Regions from separate parts of the Rattus norvegicus genome. Here all the other regions are linked to region 2. A link is a contact called in public Hi-C data. All regions are on one chromosome and are shown on one strand. The core of a region is the stretch at or near the end of the contact, and the rest is flanking DNA. Distances in the headings are between cores, read along the strand shown. Region 1 overlaps LOC102555869 (a long non-coding RNA gene). Region 2 has its middle 170 kb from the start of Gadd45g. Region 3 has its middle 26 kb from the start of Gadd45g. Region 4 has its middle 260 kb from the start of Diras2. Region 5 has its middle 290 kb from the start of Diras2.

Region 1 (3,460 bases), core at 469-2,968, 130 kb after region 2:
GTAAACCGCATGGCTTATAAACAGTTTAAAAATCATTTTTCCCTGATGAGCTAAGAATGCATAAGGGAGAGAGAGAGGAACTTCATTTTTTTTAAAAATAAAAAATGGGTCTTTTAGTGTTATTATTAATAAAGTCATGTTGGTGATTAGATATTTCAAAGGTATCCAGGGATGTTTCAGAGGCCGGGGATGACCCGGAAGCTATACAGGACCCATCTGTGACAGAGAAGAAGAATCCATAGTAGCTGTCGCACAACGGAAGCCCTGGAAGCAAAGCTAAGAACCCATCACGTGGCTGGGATGCCATATAGTGTCCAAAACAGAGCTGTTAACCAGGGTCTGCTGCTGGCCCAGCACTTGCTTCTTCTAGACAAAATAGCCGGTTTCCCAGGATTTTGCAAGTGGCAGATGAGACCTGAATGGTTTCACACCAGATCTTGGCAGGGATTTGTTAACCCTGTTTGCAAGGTTGTCCTAGACTGGATCACAACGTACATAGAAATGGGTCTGAAATTCCCTTGTAGAACAAATTCCTTAGTACAGCTTTCCATCTGGAAATTAACCTTGCAAAAATGCTAACAGGACTGGAAGGTGCCTCGGTGGGGCCAGATGACCATGGTAGCACACACATCTGCGAGCCCAGCATTCTTACGGTGAGATGGGAAACTAAGACAAGAATCCACAGAGGCTTGAGGGCCGGCTAGCCTTGGAATGTGCAGCAGGGAACAATAAGAGTGTCTCAGACAAAAAGGCCCTGTGTGGTTTAATAGGACCAGCGGAGGTTGTCCTATGATCTCCACCCATGAGCTTCGGTATGCTTCCCCAACAACGTTAATAAGAAGGGCAAGGATAAGAACAGTGAGCGTAGACCAGCGGCAGCTGAACAGATAGATGGTACCATTTATTTGGTCCAGCCCAATGCCCTGCTAGCATCTCTGTTTGCTTTGATCTGCATGCATGATCTGCTCCTCTCCGGGGGATGGAGAATGCAAAGGGACTAGATCTTACTCCAGGGTACACTTTTAGCATCGAAGCCACTGCAGCCTGTGGCAAGCACGCAGGAGGGTGGAGGAGACTGTCGCCTCTGCTGGACACCGTGAATCAGTGCTTGTTCTGCACTTACAATGCACATCATCACCATAGAAACCTGGCAAGAGCTGGGTAAGAGTCTGTGGGTTCTGCCAAATGAATGTTTTGCTGTTATGATTCGCAGCGATCCTATTAAATCACAAGGAGTGTTTTTCTGCTGGGCAGCAGATGCTGTCATAAAACACGTTCGTCCTCAGATTCGCACGCAGGCACGCAGCCCTTTGACCAGCCCCACCGTGCGTGTTGACATAGGCGGGCTGCAAACGCCACCCACAGCTGTGGGCTTGCTGCAGGGACTCCCCTGCAACAGGTGTGTGTTTTAAAGGACCCTGAACCTGGATTTACAGTGGGGCCAGCTGCTGCCTTTGGGACTGACCATTTGTCATCTCTAGATGGGTCACCCTCCTCAAAGACTGGCTTGTTGGAAATTCTATCCTCGCCATGGGACCCTGTCGTAATTCTCATTCTGCTGGCTTCTGCTAGCATGGAGGGAAGAAGTCGGACGGTTTGCCCAAGCTGTAAGTAACAAATCAAACCAAAGAAACAAAACACCCGCTTAGACCAGGCGGTACTGAAGCATTCTAGAGAGCTGAGAGCTGAAAGTCCCAAGGTTGGTTAGGAACCAAGTCCTTGCCTCCTCTGGCAGAGTCCAGAGGTGACACCAGGCTCTACTTTGTAGAACAGGCAGCATTAGCTCTAAACACCATGGCCGACTAAATGTCCTCCCCAAGAAAAATATTGCGGGCAGTTTCTATTCTGGGAGGAACTTTTGGTAAACAAAAACTTCATCTGAGTACCACTCATCACTATACTGAAGAAGGGGGAAAGACTTAAAATAGCAAAATGTACTATTTTTGTTGGCTCGAAGCCCATGTTCTTCCACCGGCTTTGGGGCTTTAAGACCCACACTCCTAGAGTACTCTTGGGGCTTCCTAACAAGGTTTAACTTGAGTGGTGCCGGGCTGTACAGTTTTCTTTCTCAAAGTGAAAGCGACACGTGTTCAGAGGAGACCTGAAAGACCCCAGAATGTAAATCAGTAAACTGTTTGCAGACCTGACACACAATCTCCTGACCTATCACTGTGGGCCTACTGATTTGTGCTGTTCATTCCTCTTACAGAGAGACTTGGAGGAAATGTGGGGAAGCTGGGTCTCCAAATAATGAGGGTGAGAGTCAGACCCAGAAGTACAGATGTCAGAGTAACAGAAGCCAGAGGGAAATGATGACCTGGGATGCTGTGCTCTACCCAGGGTCCCTCTGTCCTTTACATCTGTGGCTCTTAGGTGCTGAGGATGGCCTTAGAGCACCTGCATGAGGTCCTGAGTTCAATCCCCGGCACTGGAAATAAAACAAGTTGCAAGGTCCAGGCAGAACTACTCAGCCTCCTTCAGGCTCAGGCACAAACTTTCAGAGATTTGTACAAGACTACAGGGGCCTTGGGAGATGGGTCAGTGGAGAGCGACAAACCCCTAGATTCATGGTATGGAGCTAAAGAGTCCTATGTCTCAGGACCTGCAGCTGCAGGGGTCTCGGAGTTCAATTGGCTGAGAGAAAGAGCCTCTCAGGCTCCATCTCCCTTGGCTGACAGGGCTCTCACACCGAAGAGTGCATGGCTGGGCTGCTAATCGGATGGGTGTAGACCTTAGCTATGCACAAGAGGGTAGACTGAGGGTCTCATGGCCTCTTTCCTTCTTCAGGAAATTGAAATTACAGACCTAGACTAAGCCTCAGATGAATGGGAGTGTCCATCTCTGCACGTGTTTGCAAGGATTGGGGTGGGCCGAAGCCTCTGGGGCACTAGTTACAGGTCCACAGTGGAGATCCTGAGAAGCCTGGACTGTGTGTCTTTGGGACAAGCTTAAATACCTAAAGGAAAAGAAAGATGCCTGAATGGGATTTGGGGCTCTTTCTTCCAGGCACGAGAGATCCAGCCCTGGATAAACGCAGAAAGGACTCACGTTCTTGGAAGGGTTTGTTTTGTTATTGTTCTGTTTGTTCTTCTTCTTCTTCTTCTTCTTTTTTTTTTTTTTGATTCAAAGTCTTAGCTGACTTAGAACTCACTGTGGGCCAGATGGGCCTCAAGTGTATAAAGATCAATCTGCCTTTGCCTCCTGAATGCTGGGATTAAAAGCATGTACCACCATGCCTGACTTTGGTGGCAAGGACCAAACAGACGGACAGTTCCCAGACAGCCCATGGTAGGGTGAATTAGTTAGGGTTCTCCAGAGTAGCAGAATTTGTAGAAAGAACCTCTCTCTTCCTGTCCCCACCCTCTCTCTCTCTCTCTCTCTCTCTCTCTCTCTCTCTCTCTCTCTCTCTGTGTGTGTGTGTGTGTGTGTGTGTGTGTAATTTATTAGAATCACTTACAGA
Region 2 (3,517 bases), core at 925-3,424:
GACTTCTAAGGGTGCTAGCCATGCCGTGTTGGATGGTGAGCAGGACCACAATCCAGGAGTCGCCTCAATCACTTGGGTACTTGTGTCCACCCTTGGGACATTCACATTACCGATGTGCATGCAACCTTAACTTTGCCCTGCATTCCATCATTGTCCTACTTCTCTCTCTAGCTGCTGCCTCCCAGTCACACTGTGGCCTTGAGAAAACTGGGTCTTCTCTCATCTAAATAAAATGGCCCTCTGAAATACAGGACGGATTGGGATATTGTGGGCACCCGAGACTTTATAAAATGCCGTGTGTCTCCAACTTAAACCTCTAACTCCAGGTTGAGTCTGGTGTCCCCCAGGTCACTTTCAGGGGACCAGGCCCACTTACAGATGCATGTTATGCAGAAGACCTTGCGATCGATCCTCTGAGATCCTTTTCATTGTGCAATGAGAATCTGATGACTTATCTGTTGGCCAAGAGAACTGACAAATGCCTGATTTGGTCTTAAACGGGGAGAACACATCTGCCTTCAACGGCAACAGATGAAGAACTGCATTCCTAAATCACCAGTATTTGACTTAATATTTCTACATGGGCATTTAGGAGCGTTTGATATCAGCCATGGAACAGAAGACCAATGACAGACATACCAAAATAACACCCTATTTATTTCAAAATAGTAGCATGTGTTCTGTCAACCGCAGGTCTGGCCAAATATGGAAAGAGAGGTTCCCTTTGCCAACTCTGCGATGGGCCTCTGAACAAGGCAGTGCTCTGTGACAATCTTCGTTAGGCACACGCTCTCCCATTGGACCGCATGCTATGCTTGATCTGGTGTAGGCCTTTTCATCTCCGCCGCTGTGAAAGTGCTTGGCACTCCCTGTGGTTTGAGGTGACCACTCAGCTGGGTGGGTTTCCCAAGTGAATGAGAGTTGCCAGTGTGGCTGCCAAGGGGAGGCAGAGACAGCAGGATCAGGAGTTCAAGGCCATACTTGGTTACATATCAAGCTTAAGGGCAGCCTAGGTCCTAAGAGACACAGTTACAATAAGGCCAGGAAGATAATAGCAGGGGGTTTCCAGGGATATAACCATTACTTTCCTTGTGAGATTGAGGGCCTGAATTCAACCCCTACAATGCATGTTGAGAAAGCCAAGCTGTGTCAGGACCTGCTATGTCTGTCCCACTATTGGGGAGGAAGAGAGGCAGCCGATTCCTGGAACTTGCTGGTCCACCAGCGCAGCCTACTCGGTGAGTCGAGGCCAGCAAGAGACCGTTGTAATTTAGTTTCTGTTGCTGTGACAACGCAATGGCTGAAAGCTATTTGGAGGAGGATGGGGTTTTTTAATGTGGCTTGCAGGGTAGAGACTATCATCCAGGGAAGCCAAAACAGGAGTTCAAGGCAAGGCCTTGAGGCAGCGACTGCAAGGGAATGCTGCCACTGGCTTGATGCCCATGGGTCAGCCCATGGCAGGCAACGTCTCAGGTGAGGCTCCCTGCCCAGAGGACTGTAGTTCATGTCAATGTGACAAACAAACAAAAAACAACACGAAGACTTTGTCTCAAATATCAGGGTAGACGATGCTGGAGGAAGGACACTTTGGGCCTCCACATGCACGTGTACGTAAGTGTACAGTGTTTGTACACACACACACACACACACACACACACACACACACACACACACACACCTATAATGAGATCACACCCAGAGATACCGAGCTGAAAGGTGGCAGTTAGAATGGAGCTGGAGCCAAAGTGCGCCCAGTTCCCGTAGCAGCCGTTCCTGCCCTCTGTGGACTCTGAGGAGGATGGTAGGTAGATGGATACGCTTCTGAGAATTCCTGCTACAACAGCAGCTCAGGGAACGTGGCTCTGAGTGCAGAGCCCGTCTGCAGAGCCTGGGTGGCCGCTGCTTCCTTCTGTGGGGTGAGGCCGTGCGTCTTTCAAAAGCTCGTTAGAGACACCCTCTCCCTTTGAAGGGGCCGTTTCATGTGCCGCTTTCAATCTGTCACGAAGCCGAAGCCGCTTTGCTCCAAAGAGCCGGGACTGCAGGAGGGGTACGCTTGTGAGGCCGGAAGAGTGTCCTGGATGCCCTTCTGGGTGTAGAGTCCCTAGGAGCGCAGGATGAAGGAGTAGGCAGGAGCAGACAGCGAGATGCTGTTTTCAATCGTGGCTGGCTGTGTGCCTGGATGTGTGTGGTGCTCACCCTATCCCAGGAGGAATAGCAAGGTCAGTGTCAGCGCTTTGATGTTCCCTTAGAGAAGCGGTGGAAATCAAACACAGGCGTCTGCAGCAGTAGCAACCCTGGGGTTTGCATTGCATTGTTTTTAGGTTTTGAAAAAAGATGATCCAAGAAGAGCAAGGATGTGACTACCCTGCTTCTTAGCGGATTAATGCTTGCTTTCTCCCTTTCCCACTCTTCCACCCCAGCCCTGCCTGACGTCTCCCTTGCCCCGAGGCTGCGCTGTCCTGAAATGCCTCTGCAGCCGAGGCCTTAAGTGGACTGAGGCTAAGGGAATGATAGAAATTCATTTCTCTCTCTCTCTCTCTCTCTCTCTCTCTCTCTCTCTCTCTCTCTCTCTCTCTCTCTCCTCTCTCCCCCTTGAGCCGGGCTAAAGTGTCGGGAGCATGCAGGAGCAGGTTGCTTGTGTGTCTGTTTAGCTTGGCACCCCAAGCCTTGCAGCCTTGTCTCTCCTGTGTGAAAACACTGACAAGCTTCTGCCTGTTTCCATTCCTAGTGTTTGCCCCTGCTGCCTGGCTGGCCTCTTCTTGGAAAACCAGATCCCGTGGCTTCAGTGACCTAGTGCTGGCAGCAGGGACCGTTGTGTGACTGGCAAAGCGCTTGGTTTCCCATGATTGCATCATGGTTTGGGGGGCACGGGGTGAGCATGGGAAGCTCCAAAGGGGTCAGGTCCCTGGGGAAAGGTGCCTGTCACTGGCTTCTGAGTCAATGTTCCCTTAAACTCGTGCCCAGTTTGCATCAGAAAATAAAAAAGTTTGTGTCCAGAGAAGACTGAGCAACAAAGCCTGCAGAATGTCATTGACCCATCGTGAAGGCCGTAACCTCTATGCCACCAACTTCCCAGTGGCACAGACATTCTTCCTAAGTGTATTTGATGGATAAGAAAAGTGAGGGCCAGAGACATTTGGCTGATCTGAGTTTCTGTTTCAATATGAGTTACTGGAAGGGTTAGAATTCTCGTCTAGTGGAGTTACACCTTCAGCTCAGTTCCCATTGGGCCTCTTCTGTGAGTGATTGTGTGTGTGTGTGTGTGTGTGTGTGTGTGTGTGTGTGTGTGTGCACGCGTGCGTGTGCGCAGAACTGAACAGTCATTGGTTCTCTATCCCCTTAGTCAATTTTCTGGTGCTGTTAGACAACACTCCAGGCTGGGCAATTTGTAAGTGAAAAGGTTGATATTGGCTTATGGTTCTGGAGGCTCGCAAACACAGCGGCAGGGTCAGCTTCTGATGAGGAGAAAAGGGCCAGTCATGCCAGAATGGCCAACATTGTGGTTGAAAGTTAGAGC
Region 3 (3,520 bases), core at 722-3,221, 140 kb before region 2:
ATTGGAGGTCTCCGTGGAACACTCTGAAAACACATTCTGTTTGTTCTCAATGGGCACTTAGCAGCCACATGGGCTGATTCTGTTTTAGGCATTTGAGAGATTTCTGTGTGCTGGGTGCCTGGGCTGGATAATATAGGATTTGGGGGTTTGGGGGGTCAGAAGATGTCCTTGGGAAAGCTGGAAGCCTACTGGTGGCTACAGTCTGGGAGTGGAGGGGCTCAGGGATGCTTAAGAGGCCCCATGTCAGCTCCCCTGTGGTTGGACATGGATATTATTGGCGAAAGAAAACCCCAAAACCATATCCAGTGGCGACATTCTTCTCGACTTGGGAGTCAACGTTGAGGAGGACACGGCCCATTGGGGTTTAACTAACATTCATTTTAGGTGACAGGCACTGGATGGTCACTGTCTTGGTTACAGTTTCCATTGTTGTGAAGTCACACCATCATGACCAAAGCAAATAGAGGACAGCATTTAATTGGTTGAGAGGTTCCGTCCATTATCATCAAGGCAGGAAGCATGGCAGTATGTAGGCAGACATGGTGGTGGAGAAGGCGCTGAGAGGTCTACATCTTGAGCCAAGGGCAGGCAGGAGAAGACTGGCTTCCAGGAAGCTAGGAAGAGGGTCTTAAAGCCCATCCCACAGTAATACACTTCCTCCAACAAGGCCACACCCACTACAAGGCCACACCTCCTAAGTGTGCCACTCCCTGGCCCAAGCATACTCAATCTACCACAGTTACCCTAGACACATGGATAAGGGTAACTAATCTATTGCATGAGGAGAAAGCAGAGTAGGTATCCCACGCCTTCGGACTCCATGATTTTCACACCCTTACATGGCGGGTAGATTCCCCAACAATGGTAAGTCCTTTCTCTGGAGCTCAGTGCAGCATGGTGATAAACTGTCCTTGTTTTTAGGTGTGTGCTGTTTTAGCTTCAAGCAGAGCCGAAGCTCTTGTGGGTAACCCTTTCCACCGGGTCACTGGGCTTGCCTGCCAGCGTGCACTCTGGCATATTTGGCTGCAGCCCAAGCTAAGAGGCTTTCAGCAAAGCCATTCGTGATGCCATGAGCATGTGCCCAGATGACGTCATGGTGAAGGACTGCCCAGTGCCCTAGAGATGAGGATGGTGCCTGCCTGTTGACCTCTCTAGTAGCCCAGTGGTACATGGCTCAATTCTGGGGAAAGGTTAATGCTTCAGACTGTCTAGAGCAAAGAACCCCAAGAGACTGAAGTGTACTCTGGGAGCGGGTAGGGAGATACAGGAGATTGGGTAGGGTTGAAGGCTCAGTGCGGTCCCATTGGGCAGTATCCAGCTTTCTTTTCCTCTGAACACTCTTTAGCTTTCCTTATAGATCCCTTCTTGTCCATGACAGACTCTCTGGAGGTCTGAAGTCATATGAACAGTGGGTCAGAAAGACCAGCCTGTTTCTGTGTCCTCAGAAAGACCAGCCTGGATATCTATATGGGTCAGTCACATGCATGAGGACCTCCCCTAGGTCCCACATGGGGTTTCTTATGTAGCCGATAAAGTTGTGCATTCTGTGAGATCCCAACATGAGTCCTTGCAGTCCCTTAGGCTGTGTGTCAAACTCATGCTTGTTGTTTGCTCAGAGACAGGGGATGACCGTTGTGTTACCATCCTGCCCTGGGTGACTGGTATGGTTTTAGTTGTACACTATAGCTTTCTCCTGATGTTTTTGGGCTCCGGTGTCTGGGCAACTTCCAGAGGGGCTGGGCCTGGTCTCCTGTAGGGCTCTCTAGGTCTGGCAGATGCTGGACCTGCTCCAATGGGGCTCCAGGAAATCCCACTATCAAGGCAGCCTTTGGTTGGTCCTATCCTACTGCGTATAGCACCCCGAGGTTACTCTCCTTGTCATGTGGCTTTCCCCGGGGTGAGACCAAGCTCGCCTCCCCGCTGGACCTGATTAGGTGTCCTCTGGCCCACTTGGAATTCAGCAGGCATTGGCTGAAGTCCTGCTTTGCCCATTGGCCTCAGGCAGCTAGCTCCTAGTGCAGTCTTGAGTTGAGGCTCCCAGGAGCCTTGGAAGCTTCCATTCAAAGAGGTCAGTGGGAGCCGGCTCTGGCAACTCCTTCCCATGCAGACACACTTCCTTAGTTTGCCAGCCTGGGCCATCTGCTCTGCCCAGGGACATCAATCTCCGTGAGTGATTCTTCAGCCCGGCCAACTGGACAGTATTCACCAGATTCCCACACACTTGTCGGGGGAGCATCTCAGGACCACCAGGAGACTCCTCAGCAGTTCCCGTAAACATTGGAGAACACTGCTCAGTGGGGTGCTCAGACACCTTTGGCCTGCAACCCCAGGCCAACACAGCCAGTTTCTTTTCAGAAAACTCAGCAACGTGCCAAAAATAAGAGAGACATTCCCAGGAACCGTTGGACTCAGATGGCAGTCTTCCTGGAGATGGGGATCCAGAAGAGGAAGGAGGAAGAGGCCAGGTTTGCAGCCAGGTGCCATGGGATTGCAGCCTTGCCAGGGAGACAGCTGCTTCCAGAAGGGCAGAGAGCCTTGGGTACCTGGTAGAGAGCGCTTGCCTGCCATGGAAGGGAAGCTGGAATTGACACATAGGAAGACAGACAGACAAGTAACAGACAAACAAACAAAGCATCCAAATAGCTGTGTGTTTCTACAGGTGCAATCTTAGGCCTTGGCTAAGTGACTTGGAGAAGACGATTTGACCTTTAACCAAGACCAGAAAGTAGAAAGGAACATCTGGAGGGACTGATAAGTGACCCTGGCGAAGAACAAATATGCTACTTAAGACTTAAAGCAATAGGATACAATGTGTCGTAGCCAAGGAACAACGGGAACGGGGATGGGGTGGAGGGAGTGGAAGGAGGTCCGCCTTCCCTGTGAAGCACCAATGATTAGGACAACAATATAACTGTTTGCAATAAAGGGATGCAAAACAGAAAGAAACAGAGGCAAAGATTATACAAACAGAGGCAGAGGCCAAGGTCCCATGGAGTGCAGCTCAGGTGAGGGGAGTCAGGTACACGGAGATGAAAGTCCCTACTGGGAGTTTCCATGTGTTACAAGGGTACAGTGTTTGAAGATTGACAACCCCAGGAGGTCAGTTTATGGAAGTTGTCACCTTCTGACATTACTGCTGGGGCCAGAGGGACAGCAGACGTGAACCCCGGGGTGCTCATCAGAGCAGATGTGCTGATTCAGTGGTTCCCATGCCAGGCACCCACAGGATGTCCATTGCAGCTTTGTGCACAGACAGTGGTAGGCCAGGCCCCTGGCTGGTCTGGGCAGGGGAGGATACTGGAAGCCAGCAGGCAGGCCTTTATGGAATACTGCATGGCTTCAAAAAGGAGGAAGATGAGTCTTCCCGTCTGAGTAAAGCAAACCAAGAAAATCCAAGTACATGCCTGGGGGTTTGTCTCCATGGTGACATTCAGTCAAGTGGATGGCGAGGATTGAGCATCAGACTATGGATGGGCATGGGGAGTGAGGAGAAGGGAGGCCCTTGCTTCCAGCCTGGTTG
Region 4 (3,370 bases), core at 681-3,180, 200 kb after region 2:
GGGATGAACCAAAAATGATTAAATAAACAAAGACAGAATAGGAAGAAGGGAAGAATTTGTGTGTGTATGCGGGCATGTGTGTGTGTGTGTGTGTGTGTGTGTGTGGTCGTGCACATTCGTGTGTGCGCGAGCACACATGCATGTACTCAGCATTTATATGTCAATATGATAATATGATTTGTCTGAAGATGTGGAGGCCTGCATGCATCCCAGCTGTGTATACCTATACCAGAGGACAACTCACCCACTGTCTTCCTTAGAGCAGGCATGGTTGGGAGGAGCATGGTCTGGTAACCATGTAGGCTGAGCAGCAAGAACAGAACTGTCTCGATTCAACAATGGCTCATCCTTGGAAATAGCAATTTGGGGGGAAGATAACACATTCTCCCATTGCACAAGGGAATATTCCAGATCAGGTCTGGTCACTCCGTGAAAATGGTTTCTGCAGACAGCTGACTCTTTTAAGAAACCTTTCCTGGCTACCTTGGTTAAGACTTGGGCAGCCTTTGGGGAGACGATAACAGAAGCTGAGCTGCCTTTCTGGCAAAGGAAACTCCTTTTTCACTTAAAATAGAACGTGGAGCTTAGTAGGAATTGTTCCGTGCACTTAAACAAACAGGAAGCTCTCACTGTAGGCCGAGGCTGGGTGAGAAGAAACTGGATATGTCTCGTCATGACGCAAATAATTAAGGACAGAGGTCAAGTTCACTAGGAGCATCCAAGCACCAAGAGGCATTGCACAGTCAAGGTGACACCCCCCCCCCTACTTTTTCCAGCCTGCAAAGGGATACTCCCATGTCCCTCGGGCTGAGCTACACAGACGCTGGCAGCAACAGGTTGTTCCAAGGTCAAAGGCCACTGTGGGAACAGTGCGCCCCAGCTCAGGCTGTCTCCCTGGCTCCCAGATAAATAAACGAGTAGGAATAGGACTCAGAGGCCACCCTGGGGCAAGTTTCTCCGTGTTCCCATCCCAAACAGCAAGTGTTGACACCCAACTGTCAGGGCTAGGGATGGTCACCTTGCCTCACCTTCTGCAAGGCCCCTAGGTCCCAGCTAGCAGCCTAAGGCTGCCAAGAAACTCCTGCAAGCAAGAGAGGCCACTGGGTGGGACTGGGTGGGACCACCTCCACTGTCCAGAGCCTGGGTGCAGTCTGAGCTCCCAGGACCATTAAAGGGAATGAGCACAAGCTGAGCTGGTCTCTCATAGCAAAGGAGGCCAAGGCAGGAAAACTTCAGCACTGCCAAGGACAGCAGTAGAGGCACACCCACACTTTAGAATGCAAAGCCTCCATGCTTCTTTAATTCTCCTCCTGCTCTCCAAGTAGGCAGTGCAGCCTGATGCTACACAAGAATGAAGGAGGGGCTCCACAGGTCCCTACAGAAGCCAGCACCCGGGGGCTGCCGGACCCTCCCTTTCTTCTGCTCAATGCAATCTGCAAACTTCCTTTTCAACCCCTTTCCCGGACATTCTTATCAGATGGCCCAGATGAGAAAGGATTAAAGCCCCATTTTTCCATTGTCTTCTCAGAAGAAGCTCAACAAAGTAATCACCACAGACAGTCTCCAGCAGAGGCGCTTGGGGACAGCTCCACCCGCTGCGGCTATTGCATTGTTCCTGCCCAGGGTAGGTGGTCCGACTAGATCTCAGCTGAGGGTCTGCTATCTCTCTGCAAACAGCTGGAGGATCTGTGACCCAAGATATAGAAGACACCCAGCCTCGCCCCCCCCCCCACCAATATCTCTGGATGAAAAGGGCATTCCAGAGAGGAAAGGCCACAGTTTCAGAAGGAGAATAGAAGGCAGGAAGGGGCAGCCAGGGAGAGCACTTTCCTGGGTTCTGCTGTTCAGTCTGCCTTACTGCCAGGCATCTGGCTCTGACCAGCATGGCGCTGGCTAGAAGCCATGATCTTTCTGGCTCTCCTGAACTGAGTCAGTTCAGCTTACTGGCTGCTTGTAGCTCTGAGGCCACCCACCACCTGACCTGCCTTTGCTCCACACACAAGCACACACAGGGACAACTGTAATTCGTCACACACGCTGCTACATATATCACCCTGCGGACACACCTGTCTGCGCACTGGCACATAAATACACATGTATACACACGTGTGGGTACACACACATAGACACTGCAGACGTGTGTGCATGCACACACACCTTAAGGAGCGTGCACGCGCACGCGCGCGCACACACACGCACACACACTCACAAAACCCACAGTATCATTTCAACTGTGAACGTCTACCGCCCCCCAGAGGTTCAAATGTGGATGAACAAGTTCCAAGTTGTCAATATCTTGGACAAAGAGCAACTGCTTACTTTTCAAGCCCAGAGAACCGGAAGGTTTCATTTAGGGAAAAGGCTGTTGTATTTTGACATATCTCACACAACCTTTATGTAACAGGATGTTTCTTCCAGTTTCTTAAGCTCTATAAATCACAGGGTATGAGTGTGTACAGGTAGGGGTGTGTGTGTGTGTGTGTGTGTGTGTGTGTGTGTGTCTCCTAGGAAGACATCTTTACCTAAGTAGAGACCCCAGGAGATATCCAGACGTTTTGGCGGGGAGGTATGGGACAAGCCTCCAGACTTCCCACCTCCAGACTGAGGTGGGAAGCGGGAAATTACATGTGTAGTGATGTCTTATAACTGGGGCTTTCAGACAAATGGGGAAACCTGCCTGAAAGACCTGAGCATGCTTCTAGACTCTCTGAGAACCTGGCGATAGATGGCCCACCACCACTGAATTCTGTGATCTGCAGTGGGCGGGGTCCAGGACAATCTTTGTCAGTAAAGACCCAGGTGATAAACATCGTCAGTCCTCTGGGCCCAAAGGTTTCTACAGCTGCTCTTCTCCAAAGGACTAAGTTCCAACAGAGCTTCCTAGAAAGAGTATAAAGTGCACACTTCACGAAGTTTTCACCTCTCGTGAAATACCATTCTACTGTAAAATGTGCGCTCATCCTTTAATTAAAAAAAAAAAATCTAGGAACAGTATGGGGCAAGGGCTCAGCCAGTAAAGTGCATGAGGATCTAAGTTTAGTCCCTAGAATCCCCATCCCCCTCTCACCCTACCTTCTCACAGAAAGAGAGAGGGTAGGGGGAAGGGAGAGGAAGTGGGGAGGGAGGGAAGAAGGGTGTAGGAGGATCTGGAACTTAGACCATGCTCACAAATCTAGAACCAACCACCTTTCACCCCGGAGCTGTGAGTTGCCTCATTGACTTCCCATCTCTGACTCTGAGGTGAAATCGGACCACATTGGATGGTGAGCGCCGCTAGGCACAGGCACCCTGTGATGTGGCCCGTAGCAGTTTTCTGACATCGTGGGATCCTGGTCTTTTGGATGTGCACAGGGTCTGTTCTGGGAGTGCA
Region 5 (3,327 bases), core at 822-3,321, 160 kb after region 2:
GGACTCTTGAAAGGGTACATAAATGCTAGAGCCCTGAGAGGGGCTGCAGAAACAGCTGGTGCTGGTGGCTGGTGGCTGGTGGCTGGTGGCTGGTGGCTGGTGGCTGGTGGCTGGTGGCTGGTGGCTGGTGGCTGGTGGTGGTTGCTGGTTGCCGGTTGCCGGTTGCTGTGGTTTGTCAAGTGGTCGTGCTCAACAAGATGAGAAATTAGATATCCTGACGGCGAAGAGAAAATTTGCCGCAAGAGACTTGATACCCCTAATCAATAGGAAGTAGTCTAAGGATATTGACACCCCCTTCCCCCTCTAGTCTTTTTTCTCTTCTACCTGGTGTTGGGGGGGGTTGGAAAGATAGAATGGGGTGAAGAAGGGTGGGAGTCAAAGGAACCCCCGAAGTAGCCAAAAGTCTGGCTGCAGGTGCTATTCCACTGCTTGGAATATTACAACAGCCCCTAGGACCTCCTATCTTTCCCTAGAACCCCATGCACCCTCCTATAGACAGACCCAGGCGGTCCCTCCCTGTGCCCTACTCTGCCCCACCTGTGTTTTGCTCCACATCTTGGCACTGTGTTGAAACTGTTTGTTTACAAGTCCACCTGCCCATTAGACCATGGGCCCCTCGAGGGTAGGAAATTAAGTCTTTATCTACGTCCCTATGACACTCAGTAAATATTTGTGCAAAGCGCCCAGACTATGGAGACTGAGGATAAACAATATCTGGCTGTCATTGTGCAAGGCTACAACAGTGGCTGTGGGGCTGTGGGGTTTAGTTTTAGTTTTATGTTTATTATCATCAGCAATGTCGTTGTTGTCGTAATAATGAGAACCGCTGAGAGCAGTGACCCCAGTGGCTCTCTTGGTATGAAGGTGTCCGAGACACATCTTTCTCTCCCAGGAGGTGATAGCTTCCCAGTAGTGGGTCTTCCATGCTGGCCACTGGTTTGTTTGGGGGAGTTGAAGGCTGAGAACCCTCCCGCCAGCCACCTGCTGGACTACCTCGATGATGCTGAGTGTGGAGGGTGTCAGCCACTGTGAGCTGTTTGTTTGCGGAGGAGAGATAAGCATCTCACCTGGGCCACTCCTAGTGGTGTTTATGTCTTTTAGATTGCAACTCTGTTTGGGGTTGTGGAGGCCATGTTGCTTCATGCGGTCTGCCTTGCCCTGAGACAGGCTGCCACCCTACTGAGGACTTACTGGCTCTGTCTTGACTTGCCCTCCTTGTACTGGACAATGCGGACAGGCTCGTATTCTGGGAACACCGTGCTTCAAGCTATCTCTCCTGCCCAAAGCTACCTATTGGTACAAGAATAGACAAGGACCAACTCCCTCCCCGAGAAAGGGAACTTCCTTTCTCAGGTCTCCGCCCATTTTTGGCAGGAGGAGCCAGTCAACATTACTGGCTTAAAAATAACCTAGAGGTAAGGCAGGACTAAAGAGATTTGGCTCAGCCTTTATGAACATGTAGGCTTTTGCAGAAGACCTGAGTCTGATTCCTAGCACCCCTGTGGGGTGGCTGGCAACTTTGTATTACTCAATGTAACTCCAGCTCCAAGGAGTTAGATGTCCTCTTCTCTATGTAACTCCAGCTCCAGGGGATCCCATGCCCTCTTCTGGCCTCCCAGGGCACATGCACAGATGTATTATATCCATACCAACACATGTATAACAACAAATAAACATCTTTTTTAAAGGCTAAGGATGCAGTTCAATGGATAGGAAGTTTGCTTAGCTTCCCTATTCATGAAGTTTGAACCCTGGCACCTTATAAACTAGGTGTGGGCCCACACCGGAAATCCCAAGTCGAAGGAGCCTCCCTTCCACAAGATAAAATGTAGCCTTGTTATTGTTGATGAGTGTTCTGTCAGAAAAGCAAAGAATTTTTTCCCAATAAAATATAGTCTTTATCAAGAATCCTCATCCACTACTTACACCCAACAAAGACACCAGGGGTTCCATCCAAAGCTGGGTATCACAGTTCTCCTCTGAGGTCTTGCTGCCTTGAGCTGAGGGCACCCGGACCATGCTGGGCCTGTTGCCTGCCAGGATCTGGCTCCCCTCCCTGATGTTGGCTTCCTGGCCACATCCTGCCCCAGCTGGCCTGGCCTGTTCCACATTCCAGGTCTCTGTCTTCCAGTGAGCCGTATTTGCTCACTCAGACCCAGATTCTAAGCTTCCGTCTGTAGGTCATTTTCCCTGTGGGACCTTAGTGTCATGCTGCTGGTGAGTCGGCCTCGAAGCAGTTCCAAGGAATTATTCCAACCAGTGCTACATGGCTGTAAGTGCAGGGGCCCAGTTCTCCCTGCAGGTGAGAAATGAGAAGCTGGATTACCCAGCAGCCAGTCTCCAATCGCTCCACTAGCTCCAGCAGCCAAGGCTGTGTGACGACAGCACCCCTTGGACTCTGTTATGTGTAGGAAGGCTTAGCTATTGACATAAGGCCAGCTGTACCCTGCCTGGACAATGGGGACAATCCTGCCAGCTCTGCTCCTGCCTGCCAGTTGTCATGTCCTGTTGAGAGGTTCCTGTGGCACAGCTCCGCAAGACTTTTCTTGTCCCTGTTTTCCTTTACCTCTTTTAAACACTCAAAATAACAGCTTTACCACTAACATAGACCTGAACAGGACCTGGATCCTTCCAGATTGCTCATCCATTACCATAGCTTTAATGCGGTTTGAATGATTACACCAAGACTCGTGTGGTGGATACTTGGTGCCACCAAGTGTGGCGGTATTGAGACTGTGGGACCTTTAAGAGGGGCAGCCATGACTGGTGACGTCACAACCGCTAACCCTATTGGGTGACATTCATGGTGGTTCTTCCCTCCAAAGGAATTGTCTGTCCTCTCAGGACTCATTAGTTGTCATGGGAACAAATGGCTGTGAAGAGGAAGCTGACTTTTGAATCCCTCTGGCTTTAGGTTTGGTCACGTGATCTCTCCCTCTTGTCTCGTTTTTTTTTTTTTTTTTTTTTTTTTTTTTCCTTATCATGTTGAGATGGAGCCAAAAATCCCTCACCAGAGACATCAGGACCACATACTCGAGTATCAGGATTGAAGGCCAACTAAGCCTCCTTTTGCAAGCTTCAGAATTTGGGGTACAGCGACAGGAAACAGACTAATATACATTTTCAGCTGCATCTTCTACAACAGGAGCCTCTAACCCCCAGTGCTCTGAGTCCTAGCTTCCCGGAAACCTCCAAATCCCAGGAACAAAAGATACCACTCGCCCAGAGCAGTCCTTGGTGTCATCTGCCAACTGCGTGCATGCACACAGGCATTTGCGAAGAAACTTATTCAGCAGCAGCTACTCATACAGACCCTGGGCCTGGACC

Evidence for each region. A called contact is a pair of places that touch in the nucleus more often than the background predicts.
Region 1: a contact with region 2 is called in a Hi-C map of liver, with 9 times the contacts expected there. The contact joins two enhancer-like sites. A contact is called at or near these places in 4 of 12 Hi-C or Micro-C datasets (hepatocytes, kidney and liver).
Region 3: a Hi-C map of liver shows a contact between it and region 2, with 6 times the contacts expected there. The contact joins two enhancer-like sites. A contact is called at or near these places in 2 of 12 Hi-C or Micro-C datasets (both in liver).
Region 4: a contact with region 2 is called in a Hi-C map of liver, with 14 times the contacts expected there. The contact joins two enhancer-like sites. A contact is called at or near these places in 3 of 12 Hi-C or Micro-C datasets (kidney and liver).
Region 5: a Hi-C map of liver shows a contact between it and region 2, with 4 times the contacts expected there. The contact joins two enhancer-like sites. A contact is called at or near these places in 3 of 12 Hi-C or Micro-C datasets (kidney and liver).

The regions. Positions count from the first base shown.
Region 1 is chr17:13,230,134-13,233,593 of GRCr8, reverse strand. LOC102555869 (a long non-coding RNA gene) reads left to right here. Exons shown (of 4, transcript XR_010059393.1): 2 at 1-1,607. Among named protein-coding and RNA genes, the nearest start is that of Gadd45g, 300 kb to the left of the region's middle. Within about 2 kb of position 1,718, at least 6 of the 93 cell types and tissues checked have an H3K27ac peak or open chromatin away from gene starts, as enhancers often do. A contact at or near this core is called in liver, where this site is marked.
Region 2 is chr17:13,362,253-13,365,769 of GRCr8, reverse strand. No RefSeq gene overlaps it. Among named protein-coding and RNA genes, the nearest start is that of Gadd45g, 170 kb to the left of the region's middle. Within about 2 kb of position 2,174, at least 9 of the 93 cell types and tissues checked have an H3K27ac peak or open chromatin away from gene starts, as enhancers often do. A contact at or near this core is called in liver, where this site is marked.
Region 3 is chr17:13,502,147-13,505,666 of GRCr8, reverse strand. No RefSeq gene overlaps it. Among named protein-coding and RNA genes, the nearest start is that of Gadd45g, 26 kb to the left of the region's middle. Within about 2 kb of position 1,971, at least 14 of the 93 cell types and tissues checked have an H3K27ac peak or open chromatin away from gene starts, as enhancers often do. A contact at or near this core is called in liver, where this site is marked.
Region 4 is chr17:13,163,806-13,167,175 of GRCr8, reverse strand. No RefSeq gene overlaps it. Among named protein-coding and RNA genes, the nearest start is that of Diras2, 260 kb to the right of the region's middle. Within about 2 kb of position 1,930, at least 17 of the 93 cell types and tissues checked have an H3K27ac peak or open chromatin away from gene starts, as enhancers often do. A contact at or near this core is called in liver, where this site is marked.
Region 5 is chr17:13,198,990-13,202,316 of GRCr8, reverse strand. No RefSeq gene overlaps it. Among named protein-coding and RNA genes, the nearest start is that of Diras2, 290 kb to the right of the region's middle. Within about 2 kb of position 2,071, at least 10 of the 93 cell types and tissues checked have an H3K27ac peak or open chromatin away from gene starts, as enhancers often do. A contact at or near this core is called in liver, where this site is marked.